2 separate regions of the Mus musculus genome follow, and region 2 is linked to region 1. Evidence: chromatin contacts called from public Hi-C data. All regions are on one chromosome and are shown on one strand. The core of a region is the stretch at or near the end of the contact, and the rest is flanking DNA. Distances in the headings are between cores, read along the strand shown. Region 1 overlaps Myt1l (myelin transcription factor 1-like). Region 2 overlaps Myt1l (myelin transcription factor 1-like).

Region 1 (7,511 bases), core at 1,269-3,768:
TGTCTACTGATAGGTGTGCATAGGAAAAGGCGGTGTGTAGGATTTGATGCCATCTGTGGTTTCAGAGAGTCTTGGGAGGTCTGGGCTGAGACCCTTGTGGGAGTGCAGCATAGAACTAGATCACTAACGAAGCAAACTAATTTCTAACACATGGACAAGTATTCAAATCATGCTGTAACATGGAATACGGTCATAGAAGGTTCAATGGAGCCCTTAGACCAAAATAGGGAACCTGCACGGGTGCTACCTAATTTCTTGCAATGAGGGAAGAGAGACTTGGGCTCTGTAGGAAGGTGGGCAACCAAGGCAGGCCTAGAAGAGCACAGCAAAGAACCAATCCAACAGGGCCAAGCGGAGGAAAAGAAGGGTCCATAGAGAAGACCCCAGCAAGAAGCAGCACAGAGAGGCCCCCAAAGTTGGAAGGTAAAATGAAAGGACAAGCAAGTTGAGGATGAGGAGGTGAAATTGTGTCAAGCACAAATTATATTTTATTCCAGTTTCCTGAGCATGAATGTTAAGAACCAAGCTTTCAGGGAAGACTAATCCTATTTAAAAGCCTTAAGAGAGTTCACTATTCAAAGACATTCTCAGTGAGTTCTTTTGCAAACGGAATGATTCTTCTGTGAAATAAATAATCTTCTATACAAATGTATCTTTGTAAGGCTTAAATCAGACCATGGCCTCGCAGGGCATATCTCTTAATATAGATTCAGGAACACCTCCTAAATGCACACTTTAAAAGACTTAATAAAATCCAAAAATCTAGCTGTGGACAACCACCATGCACCTTACAACCTTCCTTGGGAACAAGTTCCATGCATTAACTAACAGCGAAAGGAAACCTCAGACAGTGAGTTTGTCTTACCTGGTGGCAAATAAACATAAGGTCCTTCAGGAAAGGCCTGGTAGGACATGGCCCATCTCACAGGTTAGTTTATAGGAATGCATGAGACTTTCTTGTATAATGCACAGAAACCATATTCTTTATTGGATTTTTTCTGTAAGTTTTGGTTTGGATGCAATTGACCCGGGGGAGTCTGAGTTGGGTTTTTCACACCCCATGATATACCTCAGCATACCAAGCAAACGTGACTGTTAAACTATGTCTAGTGTAGAAAATGTACCCATAAAAGGAACTACCCACTCAGATGGTCAGCCTCTCCAGCACAGCTTCTCTCTGTCTAGCTTCACACAAGAGCAAGGCAACTCATGAACCAGCAGACGACGGGTTTTCAAACAGCTGAATTTCAGATACACCTAAAAGGTGGTTAAATAGAAACTCCATAACAAGCAGCCATACAACCGAATAGCGATCCCTTTGAGTGTGCTTTTGCTTTGGTGAGGTTTGAGTATATGCTTTTTTGCTCAGGGTGAACATAGAAAGGTTCAACCTTGTCAAAAGATGTCATGATAACAGTCACCAGATGAGGTAGCATGTTCATCAAATCCTCGTCTTCATCCTCATGCTCCTACCAGGAGAAGGGAGGGATGGTGAGACGGAATCACCGGAAGTTTGTGGGTTAGTCTATCTGGTATATATAGCAGTAATCAAGAAAGACTCTGACTCAAACAAGGTAGAAGGTGAAGTGTCAATCAAGGTTTACATCCAACTGATATGCATACACACTTCTTCAGACCTACCTGAAAAAGAGAGAGAGATACAGAGAGACAGAGAGAGACACAGAGACAGAGAGACAGAGACAGACACACAGACAGACACACAGACAGACACAAGACACTTGCCCAAGCCTACCCACAAGAGAATCTGGCTGTACAGGCTTGCCAAAAGCACTGTCTTTGTAGCTTGTCCTGTGTTTCTGATGCCCATCTTCCTTTTGACCATCCTGCCATTTGGAATTTGGAAAATGCTGTCTGCTAGAAAAGGGACTTCCCAAAGACTAACCAATATTCTAGTTTGTGTGACCATTTAAAAAGTAAATAATAAACTTTTGAGAGATTCTTGGTTGGTAAACATACAAGAAAGCATAAATAGAAGTCTCCTTTTCCTCTGATTTATGGACTACAGAATCTATCCCCTCCAATCTCCTCTTTGTTCTCACAACACTGATCCCATCCCCATACCCTATGTGAGGATGTGGGTGTCAGGGGGAACTCAACCTTGTGGAGAGCAGCAAGTTTGTGTGTGTGTGTCTGTGTGTGTGTGTGTGTGTGTGTGTGTGTGTGTGTGTGAGAGAGAGAGAGAGAGAGAGACAGAGACAGAGAGAGACAGAGAGAGAGACAGAGAGAGAGACAGAGAGACACAGAGAGACACAGAGACAGACACAGAGACAGACAGAGAGAGAGACAGAGAGGGAGAGGGAGAGGGGGAGGGAGGAGGGAGGAGGGAGGAGGGAGAGGGAGAGGGAGAGGGAGAGGGAGAGGGAGAGGGAGAGGGAGACTTGCTAATAAGAAGCCACAGTTTTCAGGCACCAAGCCAGCTCACCACAGACAGGATGGCCAAAAGGGAGATTGGCATCAGAAACACAGGACAACCTATAAAAATGATGCATTTGGCAAGTCTGTGCAGACACTGAGTGGGCATTTCCTGGGACTCAGCTGTGGCCAGCAGCCCAGGCTCTCCAGAAAACAGAACCCAGAGCTCTGATTTTTTTTTCTTCCAGCCAACCAGGTTACTTGGAGGAGTTGAGACTCACCCTCCCGCAGTGTTCCTCTGCAATGCTTCTTAGGAGAGAGACAAGAAGTTGAAACATCTTTGCCTCCAGCAGCTGTGTGCAAAATTACACCTGACCATCCAATCTGAAAGCGAGGGTAAGAGAGAGAGCAACTGCTGGGCCCGGGCCTTTGGGGGGGCCACAGTCCACGGCAGAGAATGCCTTGGAGTTACAGGCCTAACCTTGCTCCTGAGCCCTGTGAGTCCTGACAGGAGCCAGTCTTGATCTGCACACTTACTTGTCTCAAATCTTTGAGAATTCTATGTTCCCTGGAATCTTGTGTTTCTTCAGAAGAAGAAAATACCAGAAATCAGTCTATTAAACCAGCAGTCCAGTTATTAAATCTATTAAGGCTATTATATATCTTATAATTACTTTTAAATATATTTCTTTCATTTTATATTCATAGTCCTGAATAGTTGCATATACACCACATATATACATGTATCCATGGAGGCCAGAAGAGGGCGCTGGATCTCCTAGAACTAGAGTTAGACAGTTGTGAGCCACTCGATGCGGGTGTTGGGAACTGAACCTGGTCCTTTGCTTAACCACTGAGTAATCTTTCCTATATATCTTAAGTCTAATTCTAAAGCTAACTGAAAGTGTGATTTCAGGACAACCTTGGGCTCTCCTGGATGGGAGACACTCTTCCATATGGGCTGAGATATGAGGCAGTTGAGATTGTCCTAGTTCTGGGATCTTGTGAAACACTTTGGTTTCCCCATCACTGGGTTTTATGAAACATATAAAGTGATAATACTTTTTAATCTCAAGGCTTGGAAGATAGTGCTGTTCCAAATGCTGTTACTGTTGTGTCATCAAGAAGGTGTCCCAAGTGACCTAATGTGTTAACTACATCTCCAAGATCCAGTTGTCTGACTTTCCATAGACACTTGAAATCAGTTTTAATCATAGCCATAGTGAGTGTGAAGAAATCAAGGGCTCTTTCTTATAAGCTTGTTGTCTTTCATGCAGCTCTGGCTCTTTGAAATGGAGCAGAGAAGGATGCCAGTATGGAAGACTCCATTCTGTCCACTTCGGATCCAAATGAATTTAAGAGCAATAATTAAACCAGTTCCCACTTGAGGTTAGGCTTTTCAAAAGATTTTTACGGGGAATCCTATTTTCTAAAATTATGAATCTTTGGCATATAAAAGGCCTGTAGAGCTCAGACTGAATCCATGTTCTAATTTCCAACTATTTATACCCTGTGCACATACAGAGGCTTGCAATGCCGTGTGCCTTAATATTATACGACCCCACTGGATCACTGTTGGAAAGCAAGTCCAAGGACACACGGTGTGTTTGCTAGGTTACAGAAATGGGTGTGTATCCTGCTGTGTACAGTCATGGCCTGTACCCTTCTCTGTGCAGACGGCACTCTCTGCTTTGCGGTGCATCTCTACAGCTCAGAAGGAGAAGTTTGGGAAACACTGCAGGCTTTCCCAAACACAAGCTTCCTGTGCTTCTACAATAGGAGCACTGTTTGCCACCTCTAGCTATCCCCACACCCTCAGGTCACAGGCTGTAGCTGTGAGTTAGAGAGCAGCAGGAGGGGCCAGACCATCTGAATTTGAAAATAAAAATAAGTGTCTAACTCCAGTTAGTCATTCCCATGGACACAGGTAAAAAGAAGCCAAAATTTTGACAAGATTGTACAATAGAATATGGGGAAACAGTCCAGAAACAGTCCAGAACAAGAAGCAGGATTCTTCAATAGCCTGAAAGTTGTGTGTGTGTGTGTGTGTGTGTGTGTGTGTGTGTGTGTATGTGTGTGTGTGTGTCTGTGTCTGTGTGTATTTGAGTGCATCTGTGTATGAATATGTGAGGGTGTATGTGAGTCTGTGTATGTCTATATGGATGTGAGTGTGTGTGTCTCTCTGTGTGTCTGTGTCTTTATGTCTGTGTGTGTATCTGTGTGTATTTGAGTGCATATGTGTATGAATATGTGAGGGTGTATGTGAGTCTGTGTATGTCTATATGGATGTGTGTGTGTGTGTGTGTGTTGTTTAGTTAAAAAAAAAACAACTTACTATGGACAGGAGCTGCTGACAGGTAGCTAAAGCTGCAACTAAAGGCAAAGGCATAGCAATCTTTGTGTAACCAGTGACAGCTGAGGGAAGGATGGCATGTAGAGATGCAGAGCAGTTGCAGATGTTCACATCTGTGTACATATATAATTGGGCAAGTGTATGCAAATACCTCCTAAATGTCCCTCCTGTTTTTCCCATTCTATAACTTGAGGTGGGGCTAATAATTTGCTTTCTAAATAGTCTCCCATGCCCTGCATTTTCCCTGACTGTTGACAGGACCCTGCTGAGAAAAGAGCATAAGGGAAATACATTATCCATTATCACTGTAACTAAACTCACAGCCCTGCATCTTTTCTAAACAGTAGCATTTTTTCATGTGCAAGGCAGCCCCTGCATTATGCTTTTTCATGTTGAGTTAGCATTTGTATTTGCAGTACTTGTGGCTTCTATGCCCAACTCTCTGAGTGGAGCCAAAGGACCTTGGCTATCTATTACTCCTACCACTCTGAAGAGTGACAGCAGCCTGTAAATGATGTGTATGCAGCACATACTGTTATACCAAAGAGGAGAAAGAAATACTAACCAGCCAAATGTCTGGAGACTGAAAAATACCCTATTCTCAAAAGGTTTTGATCAAAGGGTTTTGGTGATCATTGAAACAACTTATAGATTTCAGAAACATCAGTAAGGGCTGGAGAGTTGGCTCAGAGGGTAGGAGCACTGACTGCTCTTCCAGAGTTTCTGAGTTTAATTCCCAGCAACCAAATGATGTCTCACAACCGTCTGTAATGGGATCCGGTGCCCTCTTCTGGTGTATCTGAAGACAGAGACAGTATACTCATATAAAATAAATAAATAAATCTTTTAAGAAAAAGAAATATCAATAATATAGTAAATTTTATGAAGAAAATATCATTTGGACCAGTGATCAGGTCAAGCACCTGCTGCCATGCCTGGGGACCCGAGTTCCAGTCTCAGGACCCATGTGGTGAAAAGAAAGAACCAACTGCCCCATGTTGTCCTGTGACCTCCACACATGGCACACACACCCAGCACCACATAAATAAATAAGCAAAGTAACAAAAAAGGAATGCATAAGAAACATCCTATTTTTTTTTCATATTCAAGGCCACTGTGAAAAATCCCTGGATATTCTCCCAAAGGACCTTCTTTTTTAAAATAAGACTCTGTCTCTTCCGGTGGAAACTACCCTGTCACAACAGGCTCAGTAAGTCAGGAAACACCCTTGGGCCTCTGTCCCACCCCAGCTCTGTGGCTGTCCCTTGCAGCTCATTCTGTGTTAGGTTCTACCGAGCACCACCTCCTGAGCACAGGGCTGACCTTCATTTTTGTCTATATTCATGAGAAAAATAAAGAAAATCATGGAACAGCAGAAAAGGAGTAAGTTTTAGTTATAAATATGAGTCAAAAATCAGAAGTCATTTAGCTTAAGGCCAATATGTTTTAAAATATATAATCTTATTAATGGATGGTTCATTCCAGAAGATTCTATTTAAGAGGCTAAAAAGAAGTGAGAGTCTGAGCATAGCATGGTGATGCATGCCTTTAATCTCAGCAGTCAGGAGACAGTCAGGCTGATCTCTGTGAGTTCGAGGCCAGCCTAGTCTACAAGGCAAGTCCAGGACAGCCAGGGCTACACAGAGAAACCCTGTCTTGAAACTTGAAAATCCTGTAGCAGTAGTAGTAGTAGTAGTAGTAGTAGTAGTAGTAGTAGTAGTAGTAGTAGTAATAGTAATAATAATAATAATAATAATAATAATAATAATAATAATAAAGAAAAATAATGGGGAGACACACATTCAAGTTGTGTGTACCATGCTATAACATGTGACAACTAAGCATCCATCAATAATGGGCAGGTGGAGAGGAAGGGGGCACATACACTGTGGGGTGTCACTGGGTTATACATGGGAATAATGCCATGGTAGGTGGCAGGGAAACCCTGGTGACAGTATGTTAAAGGAATCAAGCCAGCAACCAAGAAACAACCACTCCTGGATCTCTCATTTGGAAACTCAGGAAGGCCAACTTATAGAAACAGGAAGCAGGGCAGTGTTGCCAGGTGCTGGGTCAAGGATCAGAAGTAGAGAATTGTCACTTAGGACACAGAATTCCAGTTAGAGACCAGATTATGGAGAAGTTAATAATACCATATTTAATACTTTGAAATTTTCTAAGGTAATAATTTCACAGTGTACACCTGTATGACATCATAACACTGGATACTGTTAAGTGTAGACAATTTATTTCTAAATTATTCCTTAATAGAACTTAGGAATAAAGACAATATAAGTGTATTATCAAAGGAAAAGAAATCTCCAATGTTTTAGGATCAGTGAGACCACTTAGCAAAGAGTAAATGTGGCTAGTGTTGCCTCTCTCCAATGCAGTGTTAACTATGCTAATTGATAAAGATAGATGTCCTTGAAGGATGGGCCTTATTCCCATGATGATATCATTGGCTTGATGCTCACATCTATGTTTTTGTACTTCCTGAGCCATTGGTGTCTCCAATAAGAAAAAAGGCATTAGTAACTCTGGTTGCGATGCCATGAAGACAACCTAACTTCACCTGTGTGGAAATGCCTGCGATAGTCATTCTGTAAGATGACCAGCCATTGAGCTCTCCTTGGGCAAGTCATGGCTGTAAAGCAGGAGTGACTCTCCCCAACTAAGGTGGTGCCTTTGACTATCTGGCTTTACTCAGTATGGTTTCTTTCCTTTCTGCTTCCAAATCCGCAGGATGGGAAAGCTTTGGGAGTGCATTAGAAAGAATGGGATT
Region 2 (7,511 bases), core at 2,216-4,715, 290 kb before region 1:
TTACAGGTGTCTAGTTTTGAGGCTGTGACGTAGGACTCCTGAAACTGTCACCAGGCTCCTTGAGGAGAGTTGGCCTTGCCACCTTAACCAAGAATCCTACCTACTCTTAGTCTGCGATGGAATCACCAAGACTTTCTTTCAACTCTCCACATAGTACCTGCCATAAAGTGTGCACTTCCACTATGCTGATGGGATGCCAGGCAGTGGAGGCCTTCTGTTAGCTCACGTGGTGGGAGTTCTGTGTCATATTGTAGCCTCTCTGTTCTCATTGGGAGAAATTGAAATTTAACAATAAGCCTCTCTGTGGTAGTCAATCCTGTGTATAGTAACTGCACAGCTTTATGCTTCGAATCCTAATGTTAACGGGACTAGCAGCATGTGTGTTTCTGAGAATGTTTGCCTACATGGGGTATTCTCAGATATAATGTATTTAGAGATGAGTCCTTTTTCCTTTGTTCTTCTAGACTGGAGCACTGGAAATGTTTTGGTGGCCTCTTGCTGCTCTAGGGTGGTATACAGACCCTGGAGAGATGACCATTCAAGTAGGCCCCAAGTCAGGATCCTTAGCTGAGGATAGCTATATGAGGTACATAGCCAGTCTGTACCTCATCTGAGAGTGCAGCACCTCTGCCAGGATGGAGCTGCTACTCTGGGGAGAGAGGATGGTTCTGATGAGTCTACATACCTTCGATGAGAAGCGTAATTGCCAGTGATGTGTCCAGAACCGTCACAGCCAGGGGTGGGGCACCTACAAGTACAAATGCAAATGGGGTAATTTACTTGAAGGAAATCAACCCCCCTGGGTAATTGACTTTATTTATCCAAAAGGCAAGCTCTTTGTTGTGTACCCTTGCTACTGAGAGAGACTAAATTGATCTGGGAGCTCTCTAGCTCACTCAAGATCATTACCACATACAAATCTATTTCTATTTCCTTCCTTCCCAGCACAAGGACATGCCCAAAAGTGCATGAATTTTTGTGACCTCTTAGGTCTTTTCAGTCTCTCAAGCACCTTGTATCCTCTGTCACTAGGTTTGTGGACCCCTAAATGGCCTTTGTGTACCCTTCTGTTCTTTGAACTTAGCCAAGGCCAGTTACTGTAGGGCTTGCAATCCCAACTTACACATGACAAGATACAAACATGGAAAGATATGCACCATGGCTAAGGGCATGGATAATCTGAGCCAGCTCTGCACAGGGACTCCTGCCATGTCCTCACAATGCTGTCTAGTCTGGGGGAGCCTAGAACCCAGGTAAGGCAAAGGCTGGAACCTGAGTTTGTTTGGGGTGGTTCCCTAGTCATGGACCCTTCTAGAGATCTGTTTTGCCTTAAGCCTATTACATTTCTATTCTGGGATATAATGTAGGAGGTGCATCTGCAATGCCCTGACAGGGATCTCATATTTGCCACAGGCATCTCTACAAAGTCTGTTTAAACCCACAGAAACAAATTCATCTGGCATCCAAGGCCAGCTTGCATTATTGATGGGTTTTTATAATTGTTTCTCTCTAAGTAGTGTGTGTGTGTGTGTGTGTGTGTGTGTGTGTGTGTTAGGGTATGTGCATGTGAAAGCCAGGGATAGCATCAGTATCATTACTCAGCTACCTACCTACCTACCTACCTACCTACCTACCTACCTACCTATATCTCATCTCTGACAGAGCTCCTGACTGCCCTGGAACATACCAAGTAGATCAGGCTGGCTATCATGAGCCTGTGCCAAAAGGTCTGCTATGAAATTTTTTATTTTTCCAGTGGGTTCAGAGGATGACATTAAGCTCTTAATGCTTGCAAAGCAAGCACTTCTACCATAGAGCAATCTCCCAGTCATCTGTATAACTTCTTAAATACACCATCCCAAGAAAAAGCAGATAGCAATGCAAAACCTACTTCTCAAAGCAACCTCATTGCCTTTGTACCACCAGGAAGACAAAACTAAGGGACAGAAGTTGAGGGAAAAAAATACCCTTTCCATTAAATAACAGATTTTGTGATCCAGTGAACAAAATACCATCTGTTATTGAAGAGAAGACCGACCATGCTCTGTGCACTTGTGCAGACCCAGGGAAAGCCTGAACCCAGGTCAAGAACAAAGCCACACACTGAGGACAGTCCGCAGATGCTCCCCAAGGCCTTAGTTTCCCTCTGTTTAGCATGGTTCTGCTTAGCAATGCTGAGGGTGGGCTAGCACGTTAGCTAAGTATAGAGGTGAGACTGGAAGGCTACCCGTGCACAAAAATGAGGCTAGCCCACAAGCCTGGTACACTGTGGCTGGCAGACTAGTCACTCACAGATGTGCTTTCTCCAGACTGGATGACACAGTGCCAAGGAGCAGGTGGGCACACAGGAACTGGACCAGTTTCAAATGTGCGAATGGCAGATTGCCACACTTGGATGCATAAGCAAGTTTCAGGGTTTAGAAATTTTCTAATTTCCCTCTGGCCCCATGAAAGGGAATGTGCATCTCGGTCTCAGGGATAGAGGTCAATATCTTCCACACCACATGTAAGGGTAGAGTTTAATTTATGGCCTGTGTTAGGGGAGGAGCAAAGCCACCTGAATGTCAGGGCAGTGGAGGTGTCTGTGGAGTGCTCAGGTCCACGCAGGAGGAGGTGGACCTTTGAAATAGCCATTGGCTACAGAATAAGGCTGAGATTGTTTGAATGAAACCTACTTGTCAATAACAGCTCTATCCCTGACTGGGGACTGGGTTTGAACAGATTAACTGTGTTAGCCTTCACGTCCTGTGTGATGATAAGGCCTGTCACTCAATAGCTAAGAGAATATTTCCTGAGAAGTGATTCAGTAGGCTTGTTCAGTGGTTGATTTTGCCAATGCTGAGGCACTCACCTGAGAGAAACCATCCTGAGAGATACTGAAAGGAATAACAGTTCTGGTTGGAGGTGTTTCAAGAGACTCTGTGTTTCCTACTCACCAATGACCTACACTCGGCCTTATTTTCTACTGTAGGGAGATTTTAAAGCTCTTCCTAATTTAAAACCTAGTGAAAGTTAATTGAGAGTTTATTCCTTTAACAAGAGTAAGCTCAAATGAAAATGAGGTCTTATATCCAAGAAAGAACAACGATAATTGGCTCCTCCTACCCCCACCTACAAAACCTTTGCAGCAAGTTCTACGTGTTAGGCTGTCCTTTACAAAGGTATAATTTGTCACCTAGTAAGAAAGAGGTTCAAGATGCACTCTTCCTACCACAAAAGAAAAAAATAATTTTCTCACTTTCAGGGTTGTCATTGTTTTGCAGAAGGTTTGCTTTCAGGAACTCGGCCAGGTGAGACCACCTGTTAGCCATGAGGCTGTGGGCCTGCTCACAGCCAGGACGGTAGCTGTGGGGCTAGAGAGCCTCTCTGAGAGGAGCAGAGAAGGGCAGGCCCACTGATTGCTCCTCTCCCCCTGCACTGTTTGAGCTCCTAACTGCTGAAGCGCTTGCTGCCTGCCACTCTCTACCAGCAGGTGGCACCTTTGGGCCGAGAGAGGGAGCTGGGGCTGCTTCACCTGCCCTCCCAGGCATTTATTCCTATCTGACTATTCAAGACTTTAAGGCTTTCTTAAACTCATAGATTTACATATAAAATTTCCCAGCCTTAAGAAATTTCAATATTCAAAACCACAATTTTCTGCAGCCTCAAGTGAGGAGATGAAGATTCCTCTAAAAAAGGGCCCTGCCTCTCAGGCCTCTCCTCCACTCCGGGCCTGGGGGAGGTGTGTGGAATCCACTTTTCCTGTCACGCTGGTAACCATCCCTCTAGGAGCACATCTTCCCAGGAAGGGAGGCCCACGTGGGACAATCAGAGGCAGTCTGTGTGCACAGCTTGGGTTTTTGAAACCACAGAAGAGATGGGCTGGGTTTCCATGGAAACGGCCCTCAGCTCCCTAGGGGGAGGCAATGGCTTGGCTGTCAACACTGAAGTGCTTCTGGCAGGCCAGGGGAGGTTTTAAAGGACACTGTTCGATGGCCCTTCTTGCTTTCCTAACAGCAGCCATGGACAGCAGTAGGGGGGTTATTTTAGGCTTTTATAGTTAAGGATGTAAAGTTTGTTAAACAAAGTGCTTCGCTTTATCGGTATATTTTTTCTCATTACAATGGGAATATGAGTAAGAAAGGAAATGAGGAATAAGTAATCTCATTTCATACTCTCTGCTTCTTAGATTGTGAGACAAAACACCCCGGTCTTCTTGCTATAACCTGGTCTTGTCTTTGTGATAATAAAAGAAAATAATTTTTGGTGGTACATATTGCTCTCTGGCTGTGAACACTGGTCTTGAAGAACCATGACAGAAAAATAATTTTTAAATGTCTTAAATAGTGCTTAACTGGAGAGACATGCAGATTCAGGGGACATCCAGAAGTTCTCAGAGACCATTCTGATCCCAGGGCACAGTCCTCTGCTGCCAGGGAAGCTAACTGCTGCTTACTGGGGTCTGAAACCCCTGGCCACTCTGCCTTCTGTTTTTCTACCTATTTATCATCAAGAAAACACAGAACCTCTTTAAGAACAGCCACTGGCCACACCTACCCAGAGAGTATCAGATATGTCCTCTAACATAGAAAAAAAAATGACTATCAGTATACTGAAATATATAATCTTAAAGTCAGAGAACTCTGATTTAGAAAAAGATGGGACAGTAGCCAGCACACCTCAATTGTGATAGGAATTTGTCCTCAATGGGACTCAAGCCCCATTACACAGCCCCATGTGGTACCCTTTTTATAGAACCATAACCTGGAGAGAGAATAGGAACAGTTACTGACTGACATTGTCTTCCTGGTTAATTATTCATAAGTGTCTAGAAAATCCTTTCTCTATATCATCCCCACACTTTTTAAGAAGACATAGTAAGAGGGTTAAATCAACATTTAGAATTATGTTAAGGAGTATAAAGTATGATGTCATGATAAAATCTCTGGTAACATGTGAGCATGATGCTATGATAGGTGTGTCCCCTGGTAAAGCAAATATGTAGCATTATGATAGGTGTGACCTCTGTTTAAACGAGGATGTGACATCATGGTAGGTATCCCCTCTAGTTAAGTGAGCATGACATCACGATAGGTGTGCCCTCTGGTTGGGTATGAGATGTTATGATCGAGGCCTTTTGGTTAATGGAGTATATGACACTATGAGAGGTACACCCTCTGGTTAAGTGAGTATACATAGTATAACACATTTGCTGATCACTGTGGGCTAAAGGGGACCCCATTCCATGCCAAGGTCATGTGATATGTTAGCAACTCTCCAACTCATCTATCACCCCACATCTCTATTGCAGGGGTCACATAAGCCCACATGTTCTGGTTGGGCATAACATGCTAACATGAGGGTCAGCTCCCTCCATGTACATGAAAAGGGGTCACAGTGCCAGACAGATGTCAAGACACCCCAAGTGCAGTGTTTCAGTATGGTATGGACAGTGTGTAACTGGTACATGACCCAACACCCCTGCTGGATGAGAAGGAATACTTCAATATTCAGTGGGCTCGCAAATCACTGCAGGAAAGGGTCTGCAAGTGATTTATGAGTTCTCATGACAGAAGCAACTACTCATTTAAGAAACCTTTAAACAATGGAGCCTAGTTCTGCCATCCTTGTGGAGCCCTGCCTAGACCGCTGTCCCCTTGGTTGATGTCCCTTGGCTGATCCTCTCAGGCTGAGCTGGCCCAGAGGTGCCAAACTGCAGAGAAAAGGAAATGCTTAGATCACTAACATCCAATGTGGGACAGATGGCCTTTGATGGTTTGAAGAACTTCAAGAGATCCCCTTTCCACTATCTCTTTTGTTCCTGTTTCATAGCAGCTCTGTTTTAGTAAAACACAAATCATGGGGGGGGGAACCCCTCTTTCCTCAGTGCCTTTAATTTTGAAAGAAACACAAGTGTCAAAGTAGGCCCTGTCTCTGCACTCACTACAGTTAGAAAGTGCAGTGGCTCTGACCTCAAGCTTTTGCCAGGCTACAGAGAAATTCTAATTAAGAATGCTTTCTTTTCTAAACAAATGTGGTTCTAAAGGTATATTTCTTTACATTTTTTTCTGTCACATAAAAGGAAAACAATAAAGGAATGTAGAGAAAGAAACAATAAAGACATTTTTAAATGGACAAATGTCACACGGTTACCCTTAGGTTACAACCTTACACCCCCCCCCCCCCCGACCAACCAGAAAGAAAGCAGGTGACTTCTCAGGAATATACTGGACATCTGACATTTCTTAAACACATTACCTCAACTTCAAGGGAAGACAAAAATCTTTAAGTTACTTTTTAATTTGTAAGGTATTTTGGAGCTTTCTCTTTATTTGTAATTCCACCTGACTGCTGCAGACTTAGAATGCTGTTCAGATGTAACATAGCTCAGGGGACCTGGCACCAGGGCTGGGCAGGTCACCTCTTAATGTCTCCTCCTTGGGTGGAGCCGCTTCCTCCTCCAGGAGCCCAATTCTCCCCGTCCCTCACTGGTCTGCCCTGTCCTGCTTTGCCTTTTTCAAGGTTTCCTAGGGAGGGTGGGTGGGGACTAGCTTGCTATTTAGAGATGCAGATATTACAGAGCAAGAGCAACAAATGCAGGCCCCAGGCCTGGAGCTGCATCTCCCTGAACCTGTGCAGACAAGCTCCCACTGTATTCTGAAAGTCCAGAGGCAGATGAGGGCTTTCCATAGTGTTATACTCAGGATGCATGTATACTGAGAAAACCTGCACATTCCAGAATATTAGTGGTCACTGGGTTAGATTTGCTGACATATGTAATACATAAAGACACGATGCTTCTTTTGTGGTTCTAAGCCCTTTCTTTTGCAGTTACACTCAAAAGCAAACCAATAAATAGGAAATACTTGTTTAAATGTCCTTCACGTAATATTTAGCTAAAGTGTTGAAGATGGTTAGGCCTCTGGTACAGATGTATCATCATGTAAAAGATACTGTGAAGCCCAGATATAGTGATATCCTGTTGACAGATTCAGGGAGCCCCACAGCTCCAGGAGCAAAACGAATACCCATTTGATGGTTTGAGAAGCTCGTTAGTTCTGTGATTCCCAATATGGTGGTCGCCTAACCCAGGGAGCATGTTCTGAGATGCATCAGTGGTGGTGTGTCACTGCACCTACATTAGAAACAGACCTAGATGGAATAGCCTGCTACATGCAGGTCTACAGCATATGCATGTTCTAACTTTCTGCTCCAGTGTTATAGGCCTGTGTGGCACATTAGAGTGCTACAGGTCATTGCACCACCAGTCTAACCATGCCAAAGTGTAAAGGATGGTAAAAATATCCTCAAGTTCCACCATATGTATGCTGTCTCACTAACCTACCCAGAGCTAAGCAATGCAGGATGAAGTGTCCTAGCTAGAATATATAAGGCATTCTCTAAAGTGTATTTAGATCTCAGGCGTATGGAACAACCCATTCGGAATAGGAACTTCTCAAAGTCGGTCTAATGTTGATGAGGAAACCACAAGCTTGCTATCAGCAAGGGGTAATCTCTAACATGCACTGAGT

The links. Hi-C and Micro-C count contacts between places; a contact is called where the count stands out from the background.
Region 2: a contact with region 1 is called in a Hi-C map of cerebral cortex, with 2.4 times the contacts expected there. The contact joins two enhancer-like sites. A contact is called at or near these places in 3 of 484 Hi-C or Micro-C datasets (cerebral cortex, nephron progenitors and stem cell-derived neural stem cells) and 3 of 115 datasets of contacts at active chromatin or transcription factors (astrocytes, embryonic basal ganglia and oligodendrocyte precursor cells).

The regions. Positions count from the first base shown.
Region 1 is chr12:29,588,993-29,596,503 of GRCm38.p6, reverse strand. The region is part of intron 2 of Myt1l (myelin transcription factor 1-like); the gene reads right to left. Among named protein-coding and RNA genes, the nearest start is that of Gm20208, 62 kb to the right of the region's middle. Within about 2 kb of position 2,518, at least 4 of the 459 cell types and tissues checked have an H3K27ac peak or open chromatin away from gene starts, as enhancers often do. A contact at or near this core is called in cerebral cortex, where this site is marked.
Region 2 is chr12:29,879,360-29,886,870 of GRCm38.p6, reverse strand. It overlaps Myt1l (myelin transcription factor 1-like), which reads right to left. Exons shown (of 25, transcript NM_001093775.1): 19 at 686-748. Among named protein-coding and RNA genes, the nearest start is that of Gm46346, 32 kb to the left of the region's middle. Within about 2 kb of position 3,465, at least 80 of the 459 cell types and tissues checked have an H3K27ac peak or open chromatin away from gene starts, as enhancers often do. A contact at or near this core is called in cerebral cortex, where this site is marked.